Regions from separate parts of the Callithrix jacchus genome. Here region 2 is linked to region 1. Evidence: chromatin contacts called from public Hi-C data. All regions are on one chromosome and are shown on one strand. The core of a region is the stretch at or near the end of the contact, and the rest is flanking DNA. Distances in the headings are between cores, read along the strand shown.

Region 1 (6,123 bases), core at 1,141-3,640:
TTTCATAGCTACCAGCCAACTAGTTAAATCTCGTCCGCAAGGTAAAGGTGAGAAGAAGGCATCGCTTAAAGCAGAGGTGGCGACCAGGCGCTCGGGTTGCGTTATCAGATAACAGGGCACAAGTGGCTCGGCTCGTTTTCCTCTAACGCATGACTCCGCAGTCCGCGGCACCGTTAGAAAATCCACCTGATTTCAGACCCACAGAGCGCCCAAGGGTCCTTCTCCGCCAACCCGCAGCACGCCCCGGTTTCTCTCGTCCCCCAAACAACGACACTGAGCTCCTGCGCCGAAACGCGGCGGGCTCGTGCCTGCCATCGTCAATGCAAAACCTGCGGGTGGCTGCCGGGAGAGGACCGAATTTCACCGCCGCTTGAGTTTTAAAGAGGAGGGGGCACATCCATCCTCAGCCCTCCATTCCGCTCCCGTCTGATTGTGCTGCACGCCGGCCGTCTGCACAGCCCAGTCTCACACTCGCGCACACGCGCCCCGGCCCCGGCCGCTTCCCGCCGCTCCCCTCCAAACCCGGCCGGCCGGGGGCCCGGCGCCGCACGCGGGTCGCTCGGGGCCAGCGCCCGCCCCGGCTCCCCTCGGCCGAACAAAGGGCCCGCGAACCTCCGGGCAAAGTTGCGGCGGCGGCGAGGAGCCAACGGGCGGCCACGCTCACCTGGGCTCCGTCCCGGGCAGTGGCGGCGGCGGCTCCGCGGGGCTCCGGCGACGCGGGCCTGGCGGCGGCGGAGACAGCAACACGAACAACCGCCCAAGGGCCTCGGGGGTGCGCGGGCGGCGGGGGCTCGCTCAGCGCCGGCGCCGCGGGCTCAGGTCCCGGCGCGGGCGGCGGCGGCGGCGCGGGCGGGTGGGCGGCGGCGCGTCTCGGCAGGTCCAGGTCCGGCCCCAGCGACGCCGCGACGCGTCCTCCTCACGCCCAGCGGGACGAGGCTCCGGCGCGGCCCGGGTCCTAGGCGGCGGCGGTGGCAGCTGCGGATGGCTGGGCGAGGGGCCGCTCCGCTCCCTCCGCCTCCGGCTCGGGCGGGCCCGCGGCGGCGGCTGCGGTGAGGGCGGCGGGAGCGCGGCGGGCGCGGGGACAGCCCTGTCAGGGGGCGGCCCGGGCGGCGCTCAAGGCTGCGCGGCGGCGGGGCCGACGGCGGCGGCTGCTGGTCCCGGGGCCGTCGCTCTGAGGTGCGGAGCTGCCACCGCGGCCATCTTGTTGCTCTAACTGACAAGAACCCCCCTCCCCCCGCTACAGCCAGACGGGGCGCTCGCGCCCCCTTCCCCGCCCCACGTTGGCCTCCAACAGGAAGTCGTCCCGGCCCCTGGCACGTGACTCCCACTGCATCTGCATACCGGAGGGCGAATTGGCCAATTGGCGCTCGGCGCTTGAGCTCCTCCCCCGCGCGCCCCTCCCCGGTCCATTGGCTCTTCGGCCAGGCCACGCCTCCTCCTTGCCACCTTAATACCCACCCGCCCGCGCTGTGGTTGCCTACACCGCGCAGGGAGCGCGCCGGGGTGCGAGCGGCGCGTTCTCCGCCTGTCCCGGAGGCGCGCCAGTCCTGGGAGCTCGCTCTACTCTGTGGGGTGCGTGGAGACCCGCGTGGTGTCCTTCGCCGCCTCCGCCTGCCCTCTGGTCCCTGGGCGCTGTGGCTCCGCGTTAAGGGTACTGGCGGGAGGGGCGCCGACCGGGATCTGCGCCTCCGCTGGGTTCTCCCGGCCAGCGCCCTGCGGCGCCCGGGCTTTGCGCTGTTATTTCGCCTAGCGGCGTTGGCATTCTCTGCGACGGCGCCCGGCGCCCGCACCGGCGCGCGTCCCGCTCGTGCAGTGCACACGCCCCGCACTGCCCCACCTTCCACACACACGCACACGAGTCCGTAGGGTCCCCGGAGCCTCCTGCTCACCCCGCGCCTGCCGGCCCGCCCTTGCGCGCAGTCGCTCCCCAGGGAGCGCCCAGCTGCGAGCAAAACAAGCCTCGCCGCAAAACAGTGCCCCGGGGAGTCCGCCCTTTCCCCGGAGCACAGACACCCTTCCCCCACCGCGCGAGCCTTCTGTCCGGGCCGAACCCGGTCGCTCCGGCCCCTACGCACCCCGCGATTCCTCCCCGGTGCTCGGGGCGCCGCCGTGATCCTCCATTCCACGGCTCCTCCTCGATATCCATTATTCATTAGTGGTAGGTGAGGTCACGCTCAATGTGCAATTCGAAAAGTCCGTTTTTAACTTTCGGTTCGAGCCAGGAGAAGATTTTGAAACCAAGAATTCTCTCCATTTTCATGCAAGGTCGCAGAAGCAGGCTAGCTTTTCCCCCATCGCTCGGAGGAGGTTCAGCGGTGCTACTTGGAAGTTGTTATTGGAAGAGGCCATTCCCTGTCTACGTGTCCCCGTCTTGAAGAGGAGATAATAACACACTAGTACTTTCGCAATGCAATTTTGTTACCGCAAGTGTCATGCTTTGAAACGTCTGTGGATGAAAGACAAATTCCTCGCTCTCGTTTCCCTTCGGGGTCCCATGAGCTCCTTTCTTCTTACTGCCGTATTTTCAGCCCTCTGGTAGTTAGATTCACAAGGGTCGTCAAATGTCTGCTGTGTTGTGTATTTCCCCTCCCAAGAACCCACATCCCTTAGAAGGATCTGAAGGCAGACGGAGCTGGCATGGAGGCTTCTTCTGCCTGTTCATTTTATGTGCATTCATTTAATTCTCGACTGCGGAGAACCTGCCTCCTTTGTATTTCTCCAAGGTAGAGGTATTATCACATGTTCCAGAAGGGAGTGCAAAATAACATCGTCACAACAGGCAGCGCCCACGAAGTAGGCTGCTACGTAAATGAGGACTCCAGGTATCTTGGTGGACCAATCCTTGTGATAAGCAGAACTTCACTTTTTGGAAAACTGAACCAAGATACATTATTTAGCATTGTCTTTGACTTTGGAGTTGTGGTTCTCACCTCTCCAGTTCCTCTCCGCTTCCCTTTATCCCTCAGGCAAAAATCGTCCTATTCTCCAATGATACTAGACTCTGAGCACCGAGAAGCAGAACTCTAGATGTTATATGTTCTGAACCCCAAACCGGACTCATAGTTTGGCATGTGGACCTGGGGCAATAGAGAGAATATTTGAAACTGAAGCTGACCCAGAGACATTGAGGCATATGGTGGCCATGAATCTTAAGACTGCAGAGCAGCGTCACTAATTAGCGGTCGTTTGCACTGATAAAATACGAGTAGGAACGCCAAGCAAAACTGTAAAATGGGTCCATTCATGTTTGGGGTTGATCATCCTCTTATTAGCCCTGCCACCACCACCTTATAACTAAGGTATAAATTGACCATCTATTAAAAATGGGCAAAACCAACAAAATTATGTTTACGAGAATTCAATGTTAAATGTATCTCTTAAGTTAAAATGTCAGCTAATTGAGGACAAATGAAGAAGACCTAGCTGGAGACAAGGTCATGTAAAAAATTCTAGTTTTAGATGACCACATGCTCAACAAAGCTAAATGTGTGAAATGGTTTGTTTAAAACAATAACAACAATAACAACACCACATTACAATAGTGTCCAGTTTGGCTGGGCGCACTGGCTGATGCTTGTAATCTCAGCACTTTGGGAGGCCGAGGTGGGCGGATCACCTGAGGTTGGGAGTTTGAGAGCAGGCTAGCCAACATGGTGAAATCCCATCTACTAAAAATACAAAAATTAGCCGGCGTAGTGGCAGGTGCCTGTAATCCCAGCTATCTAGGAGGGTGAGGCAGGAGGATCACTTGAGCCTGGGAGGCAGAGGTTGCAGTGAGTTGAGACTGTGCCATTGCACTCCAGCCTGGGCAACAAAAGCGAAACTCCGTCTCAAAAATAAATAAATAAATAAAATAGTGTTGAGTTTAAGATATTGTACTCTGAGCTGGCCAGATCCCAAATGGAGTATTTTGGCCAGTTCTGGGCACTATGGTGCGAGAAAGAAATTGACAAAGTTAGAGACTGACTGGGTATACAGCCAGTTGTTGGTGGAAATCCTCCAGTCTTTGACCAACAGCTGAAGCAGCAGAAGAGATTGGGGCAGGGAAGAAGAGACAAGGAGGACAGGAAGGCTGTCTTCAGATATTTTTAAAACTCCCATATACAAATAGGCACAGATATATTCCGTGAGATCCTAAGAGGCCAACCTGAGATCAGTGGGTGGTAGGCATTAGGCAAATTTTGGTTCTCTTCAAGTATACGCTACACCCTACAAAATCGAGTTTCTATCAGATGGAGTTATTAATAGACACTCCATTTTGGAGGGTGCAGCGTATACTGCTCGGGTGATGGGGGCACCAAAATCTCACAAATCACCACTAAAGAACTTACTCGTTTAACCAAACACCATCTGTACCCCAACAAGCTATAAAAACATCTCCATTTGAAAGGTAGCAAGATCCACATCTGTGCAGGGGTTTAAGCGGAAAGACAGGATGATCACATCCCTGTCTCCATGGCTATTGCAAAACAGATGACTGTGGTGAGCCAAAGTGTTGACTAGCTCAGCGGTTCCCAGATTATGTTGCCTGGACCAGTGGCATTGGCTTCATCTAGGAGCTTGTTAGAATTGCGACTTCTCAGACTCTACTGTCAGACCCAGTGAATCAGAACGTTTGGGGATGCGGCCCAGGTATCTGCATCTTAGCCACCCCTCCAGGCGATTCTGAGGTGCACGAAAACTGGAGAAGAGTAATAAAGGCACCTTTTTGGGGGGCTGTATTTACGTATAATACCCCTCTCGATGCCCAGCCACTTCCTACCACACACTGGTGCCTGAATTACTGCATCCTCCTATTTCTGTTGATTTTACACGTATAATTTGCATCCTAATGACGGACTCTTAAAGGGAAAAGCTTCGGGACTCCAACACATGATTGCTTTTCAATGAAAATGTAAGAAAGCTGGGTTCAGCTCTCCCTGCTTGTCACCGATAGATAACAAGTGAATTGCCTTAGCAAAATGTGATAAATTTACAGAGGCCTTTCAGACAAGGCATAGAGCATTGGTTCTCAAACTTTCTGTTGATGAGAATCACCAGGGTAGCTTGTTTGAATTACAAATTCACCTTAGGTCCAGATGAGGCCCATGAATCTGCATGTCTAATCAGCTCCCCAAGTGATTCTGATGCCCTTGTCCTCCCACTATGCTGAGAATAATATTAGAATAGAACGTTAAAATAAGAGTGAGGGTGAGTCTCAACTCCACTGCTCACTAATTGTTTGACCTCAGGCGAGTTTCTGGGCCTCTGACTTCTCCTTTGTACTCCTCACTGAGTTAGAGATACTCACTGAATATTTATGGCCATGTATTACGTGCCAGGCAGTGAACTAGGTGCCAGGGATTTAAAGCAGCAAGTGGTGCTTGAGCTATGATGACACTGCATTGAGTCAGAAGAGACTCAGGTCATTCTGAAGCACTCAGGAGGACTTCTTCAGGGGCCTCAGATCTAAGTCTTGAAAGATGCGAGGGAAGCGGTGATAGGTCAGAAGCTGATGGAAGGGCCTTTAAGAAAGAGGGAATGTGTAAAGGAAACCAAAGAGAGCTTGCAGCGCGGCACTTTCAGGAGGCGGGAAGACATCAGTGGGATGGCAACGGCCCTGGTATGAGGAGAAGGGAGAGATGAGCAGAGGCCGGATTATTATGATTAGTTTTGGAGAGGAGACGGAGCCTCGCTCTGTCGCCCAAGCTGGAGTGCAATGGCGTGATCTGGGCTGCCTGCAACCTCCGCCTCCCGGGTTCATGCAATTCTCCTGCCTCAGCCTCCTGAGTAGCTGGGATTGCAGGCGCACGCTGCCATGCCCGGCTAATTTTTTGTATTTTAGTAGAGATGGGGTTTCACCGTGTTGCCCAGGCTGGTCTCAAACTCCTGAGCTCAGACAATCCGCCTGCTTTGGCCTCCCGAAGTGCTGGGATTATAGGTGTGAGCCACCACACCTGAGACCAGATTATTAATACAAGGAGCATCTCATGTGGCCTTGAGGAGTTCGGACTTTGTCCTTAAGGCAATGTGGAGCTCTTGGATGACTCCAGGCATTATCACCCCTGACTGTCAGAGGGACCTCTCTGCGAACATTGTGGTAAATGACATGGAGAAGGAAGGGCCAGGGTTGAGGTGATGGCA
Region 2 (6,123 bases), core at 1,412-3,911, 39 kb before region 1:
ATTTCCTTGTTTTAGCAATGTCTTTCTAAAGTATCTTCTTCCATTTGGCTTTTTATCACAGAACAAGTGACGCTTCTCATTTTGGTTGGCTGTCTCTGCGAAACAAGGTTGATGAACTGTATCCGTTACTTGGCCACTCAGCTTCCTTTCCTCCTGCCATTGGTATCAGTATCCTCATTTTCCTCTCACCCACAATCTGTGGACTTTTAGGGCCAGTGGCTCCAGGGATGCATTATGTGCCTGACTAATGGAAGGGCACAGTATCCCCTAGGCCACAGTGCTTAGATCCAGGGATGACAATGGAAGTGAACCAAACAGAATCCGAGCGCTGGAAGTTACTGTAACTACCTTTCCACCAGAGCGAGCCCAAAAATGAAGCCAACACCAAAGAAGGGAACTAAGAAATGAAGAGGAAAACTAACTGTCCATCAGATATGCCCTTTGAGTCCAGGAATAAGTTGTTTTTGCAGCCTGGAATCTCAGTGCTTTGCCCTCCTCTGACCAAGGGGTGAGCATGAGACTCATACTAGGCCAGTCAAGACACATCTTGGAATGGGAACTCTGAATTGAAGTGGCAGACAGCTGGAGCGGATTCACCGCACTGAGACTGTGCCCTACAAAACCTGCCATCAGTACCTGCTGCCTAGATTCTCTAGGCTGCACGGTTATGTCTTGGTTTTTCAGCTTGTCCTGAAATTTTGTCATCTACCCTCACATCCTTCCAAATGTTCCTTCTTTTTTCCCCCTTAAATTATACAGTTGCTTCCCACTGCCTGTAACCAAAGACTCCTGATGATGCAGTTTATCAACAATCTATTTAAACCTAGGCTTACTCAGTAAGCAATGAATGGCTGCAGCATTATTTGATTATGAATTGTCTTAAGTAGGTTCAGTAAACAGTTTTACTAGTCTAAAAATTACTTTAGTATTACTATATTAACATAATTACTTTAGTATTACTGTATTAACATGTCCATTACAAATATGGGAGGATTGGTGTTTTTGAGAAAGGATCTCGCTCTTTCTCCCAGGTTAAAGTGCAGTGGTGTAATCGTAGCTCACTGCAGCCTTGAACTCCTGGGCTCAAGCAACCCTCCCACCTCAGAATCTTGTGTAGCTGGGACTACAGGCACACATAACCATGCCTGGCTAATTTTTAAATTTTTTTGTGGAGACAGAGTCTTGCTGTGTTGTCCACTCTAGAAGTATGGGAGTTTTAAGTACCATGTTGTGAAACATTTTCTTCATTTCTGAGTTTAAAGTCACCTTAAATTAAGTCAGAAAATGACAGTGTAATTTTAATAGCACTCTACTTTCACAGTCAATTATATAATGACACACACACGTGTGTGTGTGTGTGTGTGTGTGTACTTTAAATGTGCTAAAATAATAGAAGAAAACCTCCAATCTTTCTGATACAGTAGTCCTTGCTGGTACATCCTGGCCTATGCGTTAGAGCGGTTGTTAACAATGCTCAGGATTTCAGTTTGCTAGAAATCTTAGGAATAGGTACTGTGTAACCACTGATAAACGTAATGCTTTTCCCAAAAAACTACTAAGGAGTTTGGAGATGGGGAATTTACTGCCTCTCAGCGCCAAACCGCTTTTTGCCTGCTCTGAAAATGGATCTGTGACCTTTAACTGTTTTTCCTCTGCCAGCTGGCATGATGTTCAGCCAGGGCACCAGAGACACAGTGGGAGAAGAGTTTTGCCTCCTGGCCGGAGGGCTCCCTGGCAGGCTTCTGCAGTCACACTCCAGCCATGTTACCACCCCTGCACAGGCAGTTTTGTAGCACAGTGCCTCTGGTGAGATGCTTTCCCATGAACTGCTTTCAAGTTCTGTCAACACAGCATCACAGTGACTTCTCTGCCTCCCTGAGAGCCATGGCTGTGATCTCACCAGATGTTCCATCTCAGGCCAGGGGCAGCGGTCTCCTACTTATTTCTTATTTGTGCTATTCCTGCATTCTCCAAGGCTTTCCTTACTCTGACTAGCCAACCCCTCATTATTCTAATCCCATTACAGTTGACAATTCTTGACAGTAAACTCTCCCTGTTCACATCACTGTATGGTTTCTCTCTCTTGACTGATGGAGGAGCCCATAAATTAGAACTTATCTCAATCCTGCCAATAAACTGGAGACTTCTAAATACTGTCACATCAATTAATAAATAAAATTCACAAATGTGCCTAAATGAATAAATTACATCAAAGTATAAAACAACAAGCTATATTTAATTCATAGTAGAAAGACCTGAAACATCAACCCTGACAGATGGAGGGAAAGAGTTATTTTTTCCTTGAATTTGGTATTTGCCTGTTTTTTTAAAACTCCATGGTATGTCTGTGTTCTGAAACTTGTGGCATATTTGGGCAAGTTTAGAAAAAGTTCTCCTTCATGATTACAAAAAAGAAAGAACAAAGTCCCAGCACCATATAAGCATCAGCCAGTTACTGAAGTAATGAAGCAGGCCCTGGGACAGTTATCGATATGAGAAGTGGACTGCAGATGATCCCCTGGGTAGCCTTCTATTCAAAGGTTTTGTAATTCTGTGAACTAAAAGGACTGTTAACTGTGTGGATTCCGTTTCAGAAGACCATTAAACTAACTTGTGCTCAAAGTCAGGTTTGAATTTGGGAGAGCAGGTGAGCATACAAGACCTGGGCAGAAATAGTTTAATGGCAATCTGCAAAAGAGACAAATCAAAGATAAAAAGAGATGATACCTAGCCCCTTGATCCAGAAACATCAGTGAAACCCAGGTTTGCATGTGAGGATAGTAGGAGAGTTTCAGGGGTTTACACTAGAGTAATAAGCTGATAAAGGACATGAATGTCTGCCTAAATAGCTTCTTTTTTTGAGACAGTCTCAATCTGTCACCCAGGCTGGAGTGCAATGACACGATCTTGGCTCACTGCAACCTTCGCCTCCCGAAGGTTGGCAAAGGAGTGATTCTCCTGCCCCAGCCCGAGTAGCTGGGATTACAGGCGGGTACCACCACGCCCAGCTATTTTTTTTGTATTTTTAGTAGAGAAGAGGCTTCACCATACACCATCATGCCCACCCAGCTAATTTTTGTATTTTTAGTAAAGATGGGGTTTCACCATGTTGTCCAGGTTGGTCTCAAACTCCTCAGCTCAGGTGACCTACCCACCTCTGCCTCCCAAAGTGCTGGAATTATAGGCATGAGACACTGTGCCCAGCCAATAGTTTCTATAATGAAACAAAGTAGAAAAAAAAGTGACTGATTATATTGGTGCAGGAAAAAACACCCACAGGTACTAAGAAGCTTGCTGATATTTCATATTAAAAATGTGAAATGTAAAAACTTAAATTTCATAAATGTTGAGGAAAACTTACCTGAAAAATATCAATAAATGAAAAAACATTTTAATTATCTGTTTTCAAGCACACAACAGGTTCAGATGCTGCCCACCCCCACAAAAGTTTAGATCTTAATAAGGAAAGAAAAGTGTTCTAATTAAGTTCAGTCTTCAGTCATTCATTTAACAAACACAAAGCAGTATACTGATTACTAGAACGAACTGAGATTACATTTGAGACCGTGACCTGCATAGTCCCGTACTTCGTACACTAACAAGTATTTATTAGTTATAGCTTGTTGTTTCTGTACCTTAAACAACTTCCCGGAAATTACTATCTTAAATCAAAAACTCAAATTGAAAGCGTACAACCTGTATGAACTGTACATCTAATACTATGTTCATATACCAATCTCAAGAAGCAAATGTTTCCTATTACTCTCATAAAGTAAATATACTGCTAACTGCCACCTTTTGGCTTTCTGATTTCTTTTCAAATAAAAAAAAAGTGATAGGGCCAGATGCGGTGGCTTCAAGCCTGTAATCCCAGGACTCTGGGAGGCAGAGGTAGGTGAATCAGCTGAGGTCAGGAGTTCAAGACCAGCCTGGCCATCATGGTGAAACCCTGTCTCTACTAAAAATACAAAAATTAGCCAGGCGTGGTGGGAGGTGCCTGTAATCCCAGCTACTCAGGAGGCTGAGGCTGAGGCAGGAGAATCACCTGAATCCTGGAGGCAGAGGTTGCTTGTGAGCCGAGATCACACCATTGCACTCCAGCCTGGGCACTAATTGAGACTCTGTCTCAAAAAACAAAAATCAAAAAACAAAAACCAAAAAGGAAGTGTAGAGTTTACCTCCTCCAAGACTTTAATGGAACCACATCTACTAATGGATTAACACATACTCAGAGGTAGCCTAAAATCTGTCAAAGTACTTTACTATTTGATTCAATTCCTCTTTGTCCTTTATGGATTCTTATTTAACCGTAAGGACACATACATGTTCTATAAGGGAAGAAAAGGTTTCCCTAGCATTCAGGTCTAAAAGTGAGTTTTTTTAGTGGGTACCTCACACAGGTGACACAGTCATGTACTAGACAGCTTCTTTTATGCCCTAGCATGTGTGTGCATGGGTAGGCTTTATTAAATCATCTTTTGCAGCCTCTTGATAGCCAGAAAGCATAATGGGAAAAAGCCCAGGGAATTTGTAAAAGTCAGCAATTCTCTGGGGGGGCCAAGGCAACATAGTCCAAGTGTGAAGGTTTCCAGTGGTTTTGCATAATCTGAAGATAAAACTTATAAAGTCAAACAATCCTCCATAAATAACTGAGGATACTAGGGCAGCAGACAGGGTGAAGTGATAGTCTCTGGAAAAACTAATGATGCAAGAGCTGTCATTTACTCAGCACTGGGCTTGGAAGGTCTCTGAAATAGATGATCTCATTTGCTCCTCAAAACAATCTTGTTGAGACAGGTATCACCTGCATCTTCAAGGACAGGATCAGAGAATGAAGCTCAGAGGATCTCTGTGTACAGACACAGAGAGTAAGTGACAGAGCCGCCATCATTCAACTGAGGCCTGACTGAGTTCTAAGCATATGCTGCACCCTTTATACCACACTGTATCCCTAAAGAGCACATATTCTTCACTATGGTCAAACAGTAACAGTCACATGCTTCAAACTTATAATACACTGATGGTAAGGCTAATCTCAGTTTTTGGAAATTGAAGAGCATAATCAAAACAATTTCTTAGAGTACAAGCGAAGCTGCTGTAACAAAGAGACCCCCAAATACAACACGCTCAAGATGTTTCTTCCCCATAGTCCAGAGAGGCTGGCCAAGCATCCTTGTTCCAAGTTTGTTTTATTCATTAGAGGAAGGAAAAGAGGCACTGAAGAGCAAATTACTTCCTTCTTGGTTCATGCCCTGGAAGTTTATATATTACTTCTGTTCACATACAAGTGACCAGAACTTGCCCATATCTAGACACAAAGAAGGTTGGGGAAAATGTCCCAAGATGTACCCATCTAAAACTTTCAAAAGGCAGATGGGGAGAATGCATTTAGGGATTTAGTTAGCCATCTCTGGAACCAATAGATGGCCTGCCCACCTTTACACATAGATAAAAAATAATTTTTCTAGAAAAAAAACCCAGAGATACATACAAATTTCAGTTTGTGTGTTACATGAGCAAACAATACATAAATCAAACCCCTGAGATTCGATTCTACAGGAATATGACAAAAATGATTTCAGCCAGAAACAACTTCAAGGGATCAACATGTCATCGGTTACCTACTACAGCTACAGAAAAATCCTATCAATACTTCTACAGAATAACCAGCAACATACATTCCTGGTGACGCTTACAGAATGAATTTGTTATAAACTGCCAAATTTTATACCTAATCTAAGATACCCTCAAATATAAGATGCACCATTATTTTATGCATCACTAAGAAAGAAAAATGCCACCAATTATATCATGACATATATGCCACTGTCTATAAGATGCATGTCAATTTCAGAGATGTTCAAAATGGGAAAAATGTGCTTCTTAGAACAACTGCAATACAGTATGCCCCTGAAGTAACACATCAAACTGATTGACTCTATGAAATTACTGAATAAAAACCAATTAGATAATGGAAGACAAATTGTTAAAATTGCTAGTAGGGCATTCTTTATGGTGATAATATAAACATTATATTGGGGCCATATCTACACTTCATGAATTAAAAAAACTTAACTCTGTGGGAAAGACAGACAATTCCCTTCACAATACATTCATTATAGC

What was found. A called contact is a pair of places that touch in the nucleus more often than the background predicts.
Region 2: a contact with region 1 is called in a Hi-C map of skeletal muscle, with 2.4 times the contacts expected there. The contact joins the enhancer-like site here to the promoter of TNRC6C in region 1. A contact is called at or near these places in 2 of 3 Hi-C or Micro-C datasets (both in skeletal muscle).

What each region holds. Positions count from the first base shown.
Region 1 is chr5:133,744,225-133,750,347 of calJac240_pri, reverse strand. It overlaps TNRC6C (trinucleotide repeat containing adaptor 6C), which reads right to left and starts at 2,390. Exons shown (of 23, transcript XM_078374749.1): 1 at 2,076-2,390. The coding sequence starts at 2,146.
Region 2 is chr5:133,783,624-133,789,746 of calJac240_pri, reverse strand. All of the region lies in intron 1 of TNRC6C (trinucleotide repeat containing adaptor 6C), which reads right to left. Among named protein-coding and RNA genes, the nearest start is that of TNRC6C, 39 kb to the right of the region's middle. Within about 2 kb of position 2,661, at least 3 of the 16 cell types and tissues checked have an H3K27ac peak or open chromatin away from gene starts, as enhancers often do. A contact at or near this core is called in skeletal muscle, where this site is marked.